Regions from separate parts of the Oryzias latipes genome. Here region 1 is linked to region 2. A link is a contact called in public Hi-C data. All regions are on one chromosome and are shown on one strand. The core of a region is the stretch at or near the end of the contact, and the rest is flanking DNA. Distances in the headings are between cores, read along the strand shown.

Region 1 (5,322 bases), core at 2,438-4,937, 300 kb before region 2:
TGGCATCAAACACCTGCAACAACGTGAAATCCAATTTGGCTTCAGGCACTGACAAAACATGAGCCACATCTGCGGCATTTGCACCTGCTCAGGTCTACATGCATCATCACTGCTTAATTCAGGTCAAAGTGAAGAATAGCTGAGTCATCACTTGCAGGTTTATAGATTATGGCGCTGGGTTCAAAATGTTCAAAAGTTAGGACATTTCAAAGTGGTTTACCTTGAAGATGGGGTCCAGGACAAGAGCACAGAAGGTGCGGGGGTACTTCTTGCCATCAGCGCCAATAGCGCTTTTGACAAACTTTCCATTTTCGCTGTCATAGTATCTATAATATTCAGCAAAGCATTGATGAGATTTCATGACGGAAGTTTAAATATCTGGGCAAATTAGTATGAGACACACCTGTCACCCCACAATTTCTTCATCATGTCTTCCACCTTCTTGCAGCGCTCAGCTGCAGTCATCTGGCTGTTGCCCTTGGCAGCAAATTTGGCCGCGTACATCTCAGCAAACTGCTTCAGAGTGAAAGCCCAACCGTGCAGGCCAGAACCGAAGCCGATGGTTCCAATGACCGGATCAACCTGGATGAGATAGACGGGTTATGGAGACGTAGGAGAAGATTTATGTTCATGTCTTTGACAGAATGACAGAATTTTTTTCTCAACTAAATGCCTTTTCACCTTGGAGGAAAAGGTTTAGCTGGAGCCTGATTTGCATATTTTGTTGGATAATTACATAAATATGCAACTTCCATAGCCACCACCCCCCAGGACTATGAATGAATAAAAAAGGTTAATTTAATCCACCACATACCATGATGTTACCCATTGGTCCATTTTCATCCTCTCCATAGGTGGAAATGATAACATTGACAGACTCCACAATTCGCTGGAATGTCTGGTAAAGATCTTCTGGTTCCAGCTGCAACTCCAGTAAGGCACGGTCCATCTTGTTCATCATCAGCACAGGCTTGATGCGCTCACAGATGGCCTGACGGAGCACGGTCTCCGTTTGTACACACACACCTGTGCACAAACACCTTTATAAACTCATGCGCATAACCAACAGCAGCAGAATGGTTTGCAGGGTAAATCCAGAGCTGTATACATGCTGTCTGCACCAAAACTAAGGCTTTTATTTTGGAAAAAAGGAACTGATTATATTACACTCCAGGACGGGGAATTTGACACCAAAATTTATCGTCACAACAAAATATTTGTCATCTAGCCCGAAGAGCAAATGTATACAGTATATTCAGCTATTCAGCCTTAATCTAAAACAGCATCATTGCAAAGTGACCTCACTGTGGAGTCCACATCAACATGCAAGCTCATCAAGACTAGAGGATAGGGGCAAAGGTCATTTTAAAACATTACCAGAGACACAGTCAACCACAACCAGGGCTCCATCAGTGACACGGAGAGCGGCGGTCACTTCAGAGGAGAAGTCCACGTGGCCCGGTGAGTCGATCAGGTTGATCAAGAAACCACGGCCGTCCTTGCTCTGCTTGATGAAAGCCATGTCGTTTTCACTGAGCTCATAGTACAGGGAGATGGCTCTGAGGGTTAGAATAAAAACAGCATGTTAACAGCAATAAACATATCTCTGTATTTATTAAAGATTCATTTATTAAAGGAAAATTCAAATGCAGCTAAAAAAAAAAAAACTAAAACACAAGAGCAGTTAATGCAATTACAGCAGTACAAAACATTTTTTATGGCAACTTTTCCTGTTACTAATTTATAAAAAAACATTATGAAAACCTAAATGTTGGAGTTCATGTCAGGAGAGTGACTAAGGTGTTTTTGTCAGGAACAAGAGGTAAGACTAGTTTCCCAGCTCCGCCTTAAACTTTAAACACCCTGAGATTAACAATAGTATCACATTCTGCTGTCCCGACACACACAGGAATGGGACACATTTAAAGACAAGTTTAGTCAACTGTCTATAAAGTATTATGTTAAGTAAATCTGAGTTTTAAACTTTAATTTAGGTGATGTTCCTCTCTGCTGGGCTAGAAAGTTAAATATAATGCTTTAAAAAATGTAGAATCACCCACAGATGAAAAATCTATTAGGAGCGCTAAATAAAACAAATGGCAGACATTATGGAATGTACTTCTGCTCCTAACATAGCTTAAGGTGGAATGCTTTCAAAGAAAGCTCATTAGGCACATTAAAAATCTACAGACTTTGACTGTGAGGAGCTGCTCTAACAAAACCATAAACAGTAAAAAAAAAAAAAAAAGCTGCTTTAAACTGACAAAGATGCAGATAAAGCTGGTCACCATTCCCCTAGACACGTACGTAGACTTGATGGTAATGCAACGTTCCTGTTCATCTTTGCGCGTGTCGGTGAAACGTGTCTCTCCAGCACGGGCAGAGGCAATGATGCCAGCTTTGGACACCAGTGAATCCGTCAGCGTTGACTTTCCATGGTCCACGTGCGCAATCACAGACATGTTTCGGATGTTGGCCTTTTTGTCCATGATGCCACGGATCTGGTCTACGGTAAAGTTCACCTGAGGACAAAAAGAATTTCCATTTAAACCAAACTAAAGGGAGACTCAACTTTTCTTTAACAGTGCAGGTGCCTTCTCAATGTCTTGAGGGGATTGAAATGTGATCATCATGTGGCTTTTACAGACCATAAAAAAAGATTTAATATAAATTCTATGACTTATCAAAGATCAGATTCTTTGAAGTAAAAGACACTTATGTGCAACGGTCATATACAGCTGTTAACTGCATCTTTATCATGTTGACACTCCCATATGGAGGCAACTTATGGCTCATTTCAAAGGTCCTGCGTTTCTGGGCGTTGTGTGTCCGCCATGATAAAGTCTGACGGTCTTAGCAACTACGCATGAAGTGAAAATTGGAAACCAGGTGCAACAACAAGTAAACAAACTATTACGTTTTGCGTTAAACAAGATGACGTCCGATATTCTACATTAATGTGCGATGAGACCGGCGTCATATGTCTGCTCCGAAGGGCCACGTGTACAGACATTGCACCTATGCTACATGCTAATGCTAGCAGAGCTATTACCGGCAAGTTGCTGCCAAAACAAATGCAGTCATTTTAAGTGCTATATTTTACACAGGAGTTGCCTTGTGGCACATGACGTGGTTAAAACCACAAAAGCCGTAATAGTATCTCTTATTGTGTTGCCAAATCACTCTGAAACGTCGTTGGAGCTAACAGTGAGCAACATAAAAAGCCGACCGACGCTGTCAACCCGCATATTACGAGTAGCACGAAAAACAGGAAAAGTCAAGTTTTAAAATCAGGTTTGGTATATATGACCCCGAAATAACAAACCACAGACAGCACAGAAATACAAAAACTCTTGAAAATCGGAGCAGAACTGCATTATATGACTTAAAGGCCCCAAACGCTTTGATAACAAAAAATGGTAGCCATTTTGAATCGAACATCCAACGTTAAAAAACACAAGATTTTCTTCCACGGCAGCTGCGTCATTGCATTCATATTAGCTGAAAAGGAGCGTTGCGATCTTAATGTTTTAACGATGCACAAAATACACGGAAAAGTCTCACCATTTTGACGGATGGTTTCGGATTCTCTTGCTGGAGAAGAGACAGGAAACTTTACACTGCCTTCCTTACAGGGGCATAGGCAGGGAAGAGGCCGCTGACGTCAGACTTCCAGGTTTTATACTGCATGCGTCAGTGTCGTGCGTGGTCACGTACTAACGTATTGCGTTGAAGTTACTAAACACTAGTCGGTGTGGTAACTAAAAAATATTAACACGTGTGTGAAATGCTGTTTATTCCTGGTCTGGAGCATGCGCACTGATGGAAAACATTCTAAAGCCCCAAAACATCACTAAAAATTTAACCGTTATGCAAAAAAACACGAAGTTTGAGTTAAAAACATGACTTAAATGTAAATAGATGATAAAAGTCACTGCCTCTACATACATACATAACAGGTGAGGTCACTGAGATCACAAAGCTCTTGGCTTTGAAAGTTCAAATCAATTATGTGTTTTAAGACAGCTAAAGGGAAAAAGTAGATCCCTTTCTCCTGATCTGCTCAAAGCCTTCAGGATTGATATGATACCATTAGATATGATACCATACAGATACCATTTTTTTTCCGGCATATGATTTAAAGGAGAAATAGGACAATATTAAAGAAAGCAATAAGTACAAGAAACAAGAAATGTACTACCACACCCGACCCACTACCTATTACAGTCCTGTTCTCTCTCTAATTAGATCAGAATCAGAATATTTTTCTGCAATTGTTGGTGAGTGTGATCTTGTTTGCAGTGATTGGTGCTAAAATAGAGCAGAACATAATTAAACATAACAACAGTAAAACATTCACGAAACATAAATACAAATCTAAGGATGTCAAATGGACTTGACTTAATTATTTACATTTGAAGGTATTTCAGCCAATGTGTGCTATGGCAGAGGGGAAAAAGCTATTCTTATGGTCTGGATAGAACGGAGTCTCCTGCCCGAAGGGAGAGGGACAAACAGTTTGTGTCCCAAATGAGAAGGGTCATCCTTAATCTGAGTTTAACGCCTCCCTCTGAATCCTGGACGTGTACAGGTCCTGCAGGGATGAGAGCCTGCAGGCAACCACTCTCTCCGCAGAGCACATGATGGTCTGTAGTTTGACTATGTCCCTCAATGTGGCTCCAGTGTACCCAATGGTGATGGAGGAGGTGAGGACGGACTCTATGATGGCCGTGTAGACCAACACTGTGCACCAATACATTGGTGGGCAGCTTGAGTTTCCTCAGCTGCATCTCACTCCTGTGTTAGCTTAAATGTTATGACCTCCATCCTCTATTAAAGATCTCAAAGTGGCCTTACCAACCAATCGAAACACTTCGCTCACAAAATGCAGGACTGCTGGTTCCAAGAATTTGTAATACTGTTGGAGATAGAGCCTTTAGCCACCAAGCCCTTGTCTTATGGAATAAGCTCCTTGCTCATGTAAGAGAGGTCAACACAGTTTCTACATTTAAAGTTAAGCTTAAATCATTCTTTTTTGGAAAGGCTTATTGCCAGACTAGCTAGTAATCAGAGAATATATAACATACTATTATAAGGGTGGTGTCATCCGCAAACTTGATACGTTTGATGGTGTGGTGGCTGGAGCTGCAGCAGTTGGTGTATAGAGAGCAGAGAAGAGAGGAAAGTACACAGCTAATGTTTACGGCCTCTGAGATGGTCTTTCCCAGCCGCAGCTGTGGCATGCGGTCTGTCAGGAAGTTTGGGATCCATCTTCAGACCGAGTCAGGAACATTCAGGTGTTGTAATGTGTCCTGAAGCAGA
Region 2 (4,858 bases), core at 1,676-4,175:
GCGGTTTTATTCGACTTTGTTCTGCCATTCAATGTTGCCCCCAAACCTGCTCCTGTCACATGGGTGCGGGGCCTCGACAAAGGAAAAGCTGCTGAATTTTTGGCTATATTTTCGCTGGAGTGGCCGACTTTATGCTCATCCCCGATTACCACAGATGCTTGAATTGCTGTGCTCTAAAATTTTGAATGAGATTGCCTTGCCATAAAAAAAAACAAGGGACACATCTGAACGCTGGGTCTCTGAGGAAATACGTGGCTTGAGACAAGACTGCAGGACAGAGAGAAAATTGAAGGACAGATTCCAAATTTCCCATGATCTCCTTAGAGACCAACTCTACATCTATGAGGAAGCTGTCACAAAAGCTAGAAGACAATTTTATGCTGATATTATCTCATCTGCTGACGTCCTCTCAGGATTCATTCAATTTTAACCAGGTAGTAGTGAGACCACTGTTGAAAAAACAAATGCTCGATTCTCCTTTTTTTTCAAACCATAGGCCAAATCCAACCCACATTTTTGTGCTCAAGTCCTTGACAACATTCTCTTTAAACAGTTGGTCACTTTCTTAAACGCACATGAAATCCAGGAACCTGTACAGTCAGGGCTCAGGTCTGGCTCTTTAAAACCTTTTTAATGATGTTCTGATGGCAGATGAACTGGTTGTTCATTTATCATTGGATCTATCTGAAGCTTTTGACACAGTTGATCATGAGATCCTAATTGGCCGGTTGGAACAGTGGGCGGGGCTTTCCTGGGAAGCCCTACAGTGGATGTGGTCTTACCTTACCTTAGGTCTTTCTGCATTAGAATGGGTCCTCACTCATCCAAGTGTGACCCCCTGAAATGGGGGGTCCCTCAAGGGTCGGTTTTTGGCCCGTTGTTATTTTCTATTTACTTGCTGCCACTGGGAATGCTGTTCCGGTAGCAAGAGGGGAACTTTCACCTTTATGTTTACGACTGTCAAGTTTATGTCCCTGTATGTAAGGGACCTGACCGCACAATTAACTTAATAATTGACTGCCTTGCTGAAGATAGGTCGTGGCCTAAATGAAAGCAAAATATGTAATTGTGTTTACCCCTAGTGGGGGAAAAGATCATGGTGTTGGTTTCCTTTCTCTTGCCCCTTTTGAACAGTCTGTGGTCACAAACCTGAGTGTGAAACTTGATGCAGCTCTGAAGCTTCACCTCCAAATAAAGGTTGTGATCAGGTCCTGCTTTATTCAGATGTGACGTCTGGCTAGGATTAAGTCTTCTTATCAAAAACTAACCTTGAAATGGTCACCCATGCTTTGGTTTGGTCTAGTCTAAATTATTGCAGTTCTTTATATTCTGCCTTAGCCAAGGCATTAATAGCCTGCAGCTGGTTCAAAATGCAGCAGCCAAATTTATTTGTGGGGCAAAGTAGTTTGACCACATAACACCGATCTTGGCCTCTTCGAACTGGCTGCCAGTGAAATACTTGCTTTTCATTAAAATGTTGGTCTCTTGCAGGTATGGCTCCTTCTTACCTCTCCAGTCTTCTTTTAAAATATTCCCCTCCAAAGTCCTTACGTTCCCCTCACCAGTTTGTGTTAATGGTTCCCAGAACCAAAAGTAACTTTCGGGGGGACGGTGGGTTTTCTGTGTTGGATCCTAAACTATGGAATCAGTTGCCACCGGCAATTAGAGAGGTCACGCTATAGATGACTTTAAAAAAAGAACTTTTCTCCATTTCAGCGCTTTAGCATCAGCCTAACCCTGGTTTTAATCTCTCTTAAATTGGTTTTATGCTTTTTATTCTTTTCTATTTATGTCCCTACAGGGATTTAATTTGGTTTTGTGCTTTTAATTGTTTTTTGTTTTGTTCTCCATGTGTACAGCACTTTGGGTCTCCTTGGCTAGTGGTGGAAGGTTCTTTATAAACAAATGATGATGATGATCTAAAAAAACATTTATGTTACCCTGAACTGACTGATAACAACTGGTCCTTATATGTGTGATAACACAGAAGTGTACAAAGATCCAACCGCAGTCATGCGGCGTTTATAATTGCCCCATGAAGAGATAGCGGCTCACAGAACCTCCTATAGTATCAGAACACGTTTCAACCTGTGACCCTGAGCTCTGATTGAGCGCTGCTGGAGTTTGTTACAGTTGTTAAGGATGGTGATATTACCAGAGGATAGCATGAAAACTGACTGATCAGCTTTTCTGCATGAAAGCTGCGCTCGCTGAGGTCAGGCCTCTCAGCCACTGAAGCAGATTCTAACCGTTTACCTGGTTTCCACTCCCACTTTTCCCAGAGGGAATAGTAAACCCTCAGCAACATTATTGTGCATAGGTAAATTAATTCAGTGCAGAAATGTTCACAATTTCATCCTATTTATATATGTTTGAGCTGACTATTTAGAGCAAAGGGGAAAAAACCGGAATAGTCAGCTCAATATGCAAGTAAAGACATGAACCTGTGGCCCCATTCGCCAATAAGCAAAGGTAATGTTATCTTTATGATCCTCGTTATGTTGCCATGGCACACAAATCTGTGAATGGTAGATAACTCCAAATTAATGATAGCAACAGGAAACATTCAATGAGTATTAAAAATTAATTAAAATAAGCATACAAAGAAACCCAACTGCGAAAAATGACTGATCATTTCTGCAAAATGCGGTTTTAGGAACACATGCACGCCCCAGAAGGTCCACTAACATCCACCCTGAGCCTCAAACCCTTAAATAATAAGACTGACTAAAAAATGAAACAGATTTCTGCTCACCTGGATCAAAAGTGGGTGAAGTCCACTTGACAGCTAAAAAAACTACACATAAACTGACTATCAAGACTTTAGTAAAAGCCATTTTGGAAAAAGCAGCAACTGGTCTGACTGCTGGGTTTTGTGGAATTGTGCTGATCTGTGGTTATACAACGGCTGCATTTGGCAACACTGCTCTCAGACAAGTTCAGGGAGGTCCCATGGAAAAAAGTACATCTGTTAAACGCCCCATTTCACTGTTTTTCTTGCGATTTGGGCGTGAACTTCACATTAGACACACCCCTTTGAAAAATCATTTTTCATTTTTAGATATAATTTTTAAACATTTTTATTTAAAAAGTATTTACCTGTGATTTAAAAAGTTAAATAAAATAAAGCATTAGAAAGTGAGGCAGAACGAATGTGTTGCTCTGCAGCGGAACTAAGTTTCCAAGATCCAACTTTATTAACACAGCTGTGGTTGACAGGACAAGAATCCGGCTTGTCCTTCAGTGCAGCTGCTAGGTTTGACTTCTTTCAGGTCACAGTCGTGGCTTCGGGATAGTTCGGTTACCCGTGGATCATGGCGACAAAGCTTTTGCCTGTAGTGAAGTTAGTTCATTTTTACTTTACAAATGTTCGGAGAAGTGATGCTAAATGCGGGATTAGCCGACTAGCTAGCTAATCAAACTAGCTAGCAAAGCTAACAAATGTTCTTTGCCTGTTTAGCTAACTCTAATATAAACTATGTGTTCTGTATCTGTATCCACAAAACTGAATGTTAATTTACTCATTTATAATTTACTCATTTGTACTCAGCGCGTCTTGAGAAGTTTCTAAAGTCCTTTAGTTTCTCTGTCAAACCAACGTTTTAAAATGTTTACTTGTGTTATCATCTCTGTCTCAACGATCTTTGATGACCTGCGTTTCATGATGGACTCTGATTACCTGCAGACTCGCGACCAAGGTGGGCATAGCGGGAGGGGCTGTGTATGTGGCCTATGACTCCGGGCTGCTGGGGGGCAGCGAACAAGGTTCTGAGGCCCTACAGAAGGCCAGAGCCGCTGTCCCCCCCGCCATTGAGGAGTGGATGAAGTACTTCGGTCTTCAGGTACAAACAAACTAGGTTTGAGTGAGAGGTCTTTGGGTTTGTTTGGTCTTTGGTGACTTCTCCTGGGGTTAAAGAGGACCGTTATAGATCTGCACATTAATGCATCCCTTAAGTTTCACTGGTCCCATTAACTAATACACAACCTCCTCTTTTTATTTCTCTGTCAGCAGACTCAGCTTCCAACCATCCCTAACGTTGAATTTTCTCCGGTCCAGGCGTGGAACTCTGGTAAGAGCTGACGGACATTTTTGGGTTTTCCTCTATAAGAGAAACAGTTTGTCATTTCACTGCTGAGTTTGTGCCTCTGTGTTTGCAGGGGGTCTACAGATTTGCTCAAGTGAAATTTAAGGATTTTAAAATTTAAGACCCTATATGCACAAAAATAGAAACAGAGAGTTGGGAGTCTGTGGTTTCTTGCTCTACACGTGATTCCATTGCTATGATCCTTGCTATGTAAAGTTTAAATGTCTTTCAGCAAACCGCAGAGTTTGCTTCATAAAGATTTCCACTTATAAGTTTAACCACTACGACTAATCCCTATTTCCAAGACACACACTGCTGAGCACGAGCTAATAAGCTAGCAGAGGTGAAACGATTTACCACCAGTTAATAACCTTATGACACAGCGCATCCCAGAAATGTTCTTTTTTTTTTGGGTGACAGGTCACATCAGTCGATGAGAAATTTAAAACCTGTTCGTAAGAATTTAGCTGAAGAGACTGATGATGGGAAGTGGGGGAAGGCTTACCAAAAGTCCCGCCCACAACTCAAAGGGGAATTTCAAATGAGCTCCTGCAGAAACTGTCCTGGAAAATGACAGGTTTTTAGACTAAAAATGGCAATAAGAACACTGGGAACGCTTTGAAAAGAGATCAACAGATGATCCGAGTGGGACCTTAAGACAATTTAATGCTTTACAAGACTTTATTGTAGTTCAACAAAACATGAGACTTTTTAAGGATCTGCAGCCACCTGGGTTTGTGTGCACGTCTTCAATCAGCTTTCGCCTTCAGTTT

The links. Hi-C and Micro-C count contacts between places; a contact is called where the count stands out from the background.
Region 1: a Hi-C map of fibroblasts shows a contact between it and region 2, with 2.4 times the contacts expected there. The contact joins the promoter of LOC101171982 here to the promoter of hsd11b1l in region 2. A contact is called at or near these places in 2 of 5 Hi-C or Micro-C datasets (embryo and fibroblasts).

The regions. Positions count from the first base shown.
Region 1 is chr4:7,683,834-7,689,155 of ASM223467v1, reverse strand. It overlaps LOC101171982 (elongation factor 2), which reads right to left and starts at 3,687. Exons shown (of 13, transcript XM_004067697.3): 1 at 3,565-3,687; 2 at 2,308-2,522; 3 at 1,378-1,559; 4 at 815-1,026; 5 at 404-582; 6 at 221-326; 7 at 1-13. The coding sequence starts at 3,567.
Region 2 is chr4:7,385,671-7,390,528 of ASM223467v1, reverse strand. hsd11b1l (hydroxysteroid 11-beta dehydrogenase 1 like) reads right to left here and starts at 2,925. Exons shown (of 6, transcript NM_001104791.1): 1 at 2,756-2,925. The coding sequence starts at 2,837. c4h19orf70 (MICOS complex subunit MIC13) reads left to right here and starts at 3,192. Exons shown (of 4, transcript XM_004067690.4): 1 at 3,192-3,343; 2 at 3,686-3,842; 3 at 4,010-4,070. The coding sequence starts at 3,315.